Linked DNA regions of Mus musculus: region 1 is linked to region 2. A link is a contact called in public promoter capture Hi-C data. All regions are on one chromosome and are shown on one strand. Each heading gives the region's core, a stretch centred on a gene start, on an enhancer-like site or on the middle of the called end of the contact. The rest is flanking DNA. Distances are from core to core; before and after follow the strand shown. Region 1 holds the start of Stk31 (serine threonine kinase 31). Region 2 holds the start of Tmem176b (transmembrane protein 176B).

The links. Promoter capture Hi-C pulls out the DNA fragments that hold promoters and counts their contacts.
Region 1: a promoter capture Hi-C map of embryonic stem cells shows a contact between it and region 2, with 5 times the contacts expected there. The contact joins the promoter of Stk31 here to the promoter of Tmem176b in region 2. A contact is called at or near these places in 12 of 39 promoter capture datasets (the 3T3-L1 cell line, the C10 cell line, the HPC-7 cell line and 6 more), 2 of 484 Hi-C or Micro-C datasets (the G1E-ER4 cell line and muscle stem cells) and 2 of 9 other capture datasets (embryonic stem cells and macrophages).

The regions. Positions count from the first base shown.
Region 1 is chr6:49,394,346-49,397,045 of GRCm38.p6, reverse strand. Stk31 (serine threonine kinase 31) reads right to left here and starts at 1,442. Exons shown (of 24, transcript NM_029916.2): 1 at 1,362-1,442. The coding sequence starts at 1,411.
Region 2 is chr6:48,839,976-48,842,675 of GRCm38.p6, reverse strand. It overlaps Tmem176b (transmembrane protein 176B), which reads left to right and starts at 1,302. Exons shown (of 7, transcript NM_001164207.1): 1 at 1,302-1,680. Tmem176a (transmembrane protein 176A) reads right to left here and starts at 1,193. Exons shown (of 7, transcript NM_025326.4): 1 at 1,087-1,193; 2 at 275-472; 3 at 1-87. The coding sequence starts at 469.

The DNA of each region.
Region 1 (2,700 bases), core at 193-2,692, 550 kb before region 2:
CTGGGGGGTGTGGTTAGAGCATTGGTTTGTCCTTCAACTTTAAGGTAATTCTACACATTCCAATAAATAGGGGAAAAACAATTTTTCACAAAACTGCCCTTAAAACGTAGGGTACATGCCATGGTTTGAGACTCATTTTTTGAGAGCTTTTAGATCATCCAAGAACATCTAATCTACATCAAGGTTTCAAATGCTCTCAACTATGAAAAGAGTAATTAACTCATCACAGCAAATAATGGAGCTTATTTATAGGAATTTAAAACTTGCAAATTTTGTCTAGCTTAATTTTTTTTCAAATAACATCACTGAATCATCTTCAAATCTGGGATCCTTTAAAAAGTAGTTTTAAAATTCAGCTGTGGAGAAGCTGTTTTAAAAAAAAAAAATGGAAACAACAATATGAACTAAGCAGTACCCCGGAGCTCTTGTCTCTAGCTGCATATGTATCAAAAGATGGCCTAGTCGGCCATCACTGCAAAGAGAGGCCCATTGGACTTGCAAACTTTATATGCCCCAGTACAGGGGAACGCCAGGACCAAAAAGGGGGAGTGGGTGGGTAGGGGAGTGGGGGTGGGTGGGTATGGGGGACTTTTGGGATAGCATTGGAAATGTAAACGAGCTAAATACCTAATAAAAAATGGAAAAAAATTTTTTTTAAAAAATGGAGTCTTTTAGTGAGAAAGAATATTTCTCTGGAAAACACTATTGTTTGCTTGGTTGGTTGGTTGGTTCTTGGTTGTTTTCGGTTTTTTGAAGACAGGTTTCTCAGTAGCTGTCCTGAACTCTCTCTGTAGACCAGGCTGGCCTCAAACTCAAAGATCTGCCTGCCTCTGCCTCCCGAATGGAGTAGGATTAAGACATGTGTTACCACTGTCACGGGCACAGAAAAAATTAAAAGTTTACTTTGGAAATCCTGCCACTTGTTTTAAGAAACTGGTTTTCTAGCCTTATTTTAAATCGTTGTTAAAAGACTTGCCAAGGAACTGTAGTGACTTTAAGCAGAGGTGGAGGGCACGACGGCGAATTCAAATCTCGCCTTGAAATGGGCCAAGGTGAGGTAAAGATGCTGGCTTTCTGGGGGGCCTGGAAGGCTAAAACCACAGACGTCGCCAGAGGGGAAGAAAGTCGTCCACACAGTGGGTCTGCGGGCAGCTCACCGAGATTTGTCCACACAGTGGGTCTGCGGGCAGCTCACCAAGATTTGTCCACACAGTGGGTCTGCGGGCAGCTCACCGAGAAGCTGCGGCGCCTTCGAGCTCGCCGGAAGTAGGCCTCAGCCCAGACCTAAAACGCCAGCAGCGTGGACAAGAACACCCTGGGAGCGGCCCCTGTCGCCCTCGCCACCAAAGACTACCACTGACCTTACACTTTGCGCCACAGCCGTCCCAGCAAAGAGCCGCTGGCCCCACATACCAGGCGCTCCACCCTCAGCCCTCCAGCCCTCAGGCCAGCCCTTGGCGCCGCTTACCGCCGAGCTTCCACGCCTCAGGGCACGCACTGCGCCTGCGCATGCGCGAGGTGCTGCTGCGCTATAGCGGAGGGAGCGCAGCCCTGGTCACGTGGGTGGCCGGCCTCAAGGCCTCGAGCGCAGCCAGGCCGCCCACGGTCCACGCACGCGCTCCGCTCTGCTCCCGAAAGCAGCAGCCTGGCCCTGTGTGCAGTCAGTTTATAGGAGGGCGCCCCACACCCCGCCAGTGATGTAAGACCGTGACATGAAGTTGCGTGGGTCTTCCTAATTTGTACCTCGAGATTTAAACTTTTTTTTTTTTAAAAGCCAAAATTGGGACAAACTGGATATTCTTTTCCCAAAGAAAAGAATACCGTAATAAGTGACAATATCATTTTATAGATCAATAGCTTTACACATATTTCTCCCCAAACTTCGCATCCACATCAAACATTGCAGGGGACAGCAGGGATCGGTGGGGACTGGGATGGGATAGGGTTATAGGCAAGTTATTACACTTGGAGGAAACATTGCACAGCTAAAAACCATCTCTATCTAGTTCTTTTGTTTTGCAAAGGAATGAATTAAAACCAAGGCCTCACGAAAGATCACTACCAAGGAGCCCTCCATTTAATTTCTAAAGCTTAAAGTATAATTTGCATAGACTACAGATATTAAAGTGTAAAGTATTTTAATATTTTTATACATCACTGAAGTCATCCCCATAATAAAACATTTCCATCAACCTCAAAAGTTTCTTCATGTTGTTTACATTAACTGGCCCTCCTTATGTACCTTTCTGTTTCTTGTAACTGAACGTTAATTCTTTTTTTTTTTTTTTCTAAAACTGTTGACAGAATCACACATAAAGACCATTTTATTTGCCTTCTTTCAAATGGCATGGGTATCTTAAGATAATTCCACCTGTTTTCTTCTATATATCAACAGCTTGTAACTTCCCAGGTACTAGTCCACTGTGGATGCCTAACAGGTTTTCTACATTTCTGGGTAGAAGGGTTGTTTTGACTTTAGACTTCTCTCAAATAAAGCTGTTATGGCCTTCAATTCTTTCCGTGGACATACCCTTTCATTTCTTTTGGGCTAATGTCCCCTAGTGGATGGTTAAATGGTAGAAGAGTGTACAAGAAGTTGCCAGACTATTTAACAAAGAAGCTACTCTAATTTATATTACCACCATCAAAGTTTATATATTCTAGTTGCAAGGCTGAAGAAATGCCTCAGTAGTTAAAAGT
Region 2 (2,700 bases), core at 53-2,552:
GCCTTCGGAATACATGGCTAAATAATGGCCTATGTAGAGGGTTCCACCCAGAACCACACTCAGAGCCCCCAGCACAGTCTGCACCACCTGGAAGAGAGAGGACTTGAAACACAGCTCTCCAGCAGCAGGGCTACCTGTTAGCTGCAACTGTCTGTACACACAGACAAAATCAACTCAATGTCTTAGGAGGACAGATGTATAGAGGAGGCCAGAGGAAAATATGGCCCAAATGAGGGTCCCTCCCTGGGCCCATCAAGCACGTAGCTACTCTCACCCAGGAGGCCACCAGCACTCTGCTGCTGCCCTGGCTCTGGGTGGAAGCGGATGCTGGAATCCTTAGCAATGAGCATCCGGCCAGCAGAAGTTTGGCCAGAGCAGACTCCTGGTGGATGTGCACATCAATGTGGGTGGGTTGTGGAGCCTCAGGGTCCACCTTGCCGACGACTGCAGTCTCCATGTCTGTGGACATCGTCTGTGAGGGAGAAAAGGAAAAGCAGGAAGAAATATTTGGCAGATGTTTCAGAGGCGGCTTGGAGTTGGGGGCTAACAGAGACACAGAATGGCTGCCCCTGGCTGTGGAGCTGTATCTTCAGCTCTTTTGGAGGGTTGTCTGTCAGGGAAGCCTGATGCTGGAGTACCCGCTTCACCCCACATTTGCTTTGTGCCCCACTGCCATGGTCTTCAGGAGCCTGATGTTTGGATCAAGCAGAACGCACACAACCTATCTCTTCACCCAACCTCTGATTGGATCTCTTCTCCCCAGCATTTTCTGAATCCAGGTCAGAGGCCAAGCCCCTTAAACAGTGTCCCCCTCTAACTGCCCCATAAGCTTCTGTTGCAATTATCTCTTCCCTACCAGGGTCCCAGGGACCACCTCACCCAGACGCCACCATCTCCTTGGATGAACGACAAGCACTGACTGACCCTGTCCCCACAGAATTGAGTGGTAGAGATGGAGGCCATACCTGTCCCTGGAGGCACACCCCAGTGTGTCCACTCCCCTAGCAAGCTCGCAGGGCGTCAGACTGGATGGATCTGGATGGACTGGGAAACGAGCTATGCTAAAGTGATGGTGGGCTGTCTTACCTGATTCCTCTGGGACCGGGGAAGTGTGCAGCAGGGAAGGCCAGAGCTCACACAGAGGCGCTGGCAGTAGTTGAGAACTTCAGCCCTGGCAGGAGGAAGAACCTGGGTGGGAGCCAGAAGGGGAGGGGGAATGGGCAGACCTCAACACTTCCTGGCAGGCAGCTGGGACTGAGGGCCCCTTTAGGGGTTTTCCAGCAGGCAGCTCCTCACTGGGCACTGGAGAGCTGGAGAAGGTGGGCGAGGTAAGAGCTGGGGTTGGCACTGATTGTTCCTGTGGAATCCTTTGATTGCACAGTGCTCTCTCTCCCAGTCAGGGATAGAGCTTTCTGAGCAGGTGCTGGCCTGTGCCACCTTGGGTGTATGAGTGTATCTGTGTCACCTGTATCCCTGCTCCAGCAGGCCTGATCATCTACTCCTGATGGACCCCCCTCAAGTGGGGCCCTTTCCTGTCAGCTACTTGCTGGCAAACTGAGAGACTCCATGTCAGGCCCCATCCCTCCACCCCCTTCTTGCTCTCCTCTCTCTGGGGTCAGCTTTAAGCCAGCTCCTCCCAGACCTCTCAGTTCCAGCCCCACCCATCGCAGAGGACAGCAGGTGAGACAGGACCCTTCACGGCCCCTTGGTAGCCCCCTTTTGAAGCATAGGGTTCCTTCTTCTCTGGAAGAGTCTCCAAGTCTACTCCTCAAGCTCCATCTTGGCTCAGGATGCTTCTCCTTCCTTCTATCTCTGCTTTCCTGTAGGACTCTGGGGAGGGAGGGATGTGTTGGACAGAGGATGTGACTCTGGAAACAGGGCTGAGGCTGGGGAGGTCAGAGTCTGGCTTTACCTTCCATAGTTATCAGTGCCTCACGCCTGCGTTCTAAGAGCAGGGCCTTTGAGACCACGCAGAGGTGGGACAGCTGTGGGGACACGGGGTGTTCTTTTTCTTTGTTTCTGAACACTGGGAGGAGGGATATCAGAGAGCCACTATCTGGAGCGGTGCCAGAAGTGGTGAGAGGCTTCTTGGTGCCTAGGGCTTTAGTTCCTGCTCTGCAGAGGAAGCAGAGGGATTCTGGGTGGCCAGGGCAGGGATAGCACTGGGGGTCTAGAGGGGGCCAGCACCCAGACAACTGAGACTTTATTCCTGGAACCTCAAGGGAAGGTGTGAACCTGAGGCCTTCATTTGTGTTTCTCTTCGTCCCTCCTGAAAAGTTGTCAGACTCCTGTGCTTTCGGCTCTGAGGTGCACGGGTGAGTGGAAGGTGCTCCGTGGCGTGGGGGAGAACATGAAGGGATGCAAAGGGAAGTGACTGGAGTGGCCGTCAATATCCAGTCAGAACTGATGCTTAACCAGACTGCCCAGGAGAGCCACTGGGCAGAACTTCTTTTGGACAGAGGCAAGCCATCAGAGGGGCTAAATGGTTGTTATAAGCCCATAACAGGAGACAGTGGGAAGCTGTGTTAAGCTCTGTGCTGATTAGAATGGAGGCCACGCTGAGGAAGTAATCAGGCAGAATATGAAGACCTCATGGGCCTGCCTGAGGCCCTATGGAAACTCGGAACAGTGGTTTTATTCAGTGGGAGAAAAGTAATATATACCACAGACCACAGTAGAAACTGTTTTTCAGAAATTAAT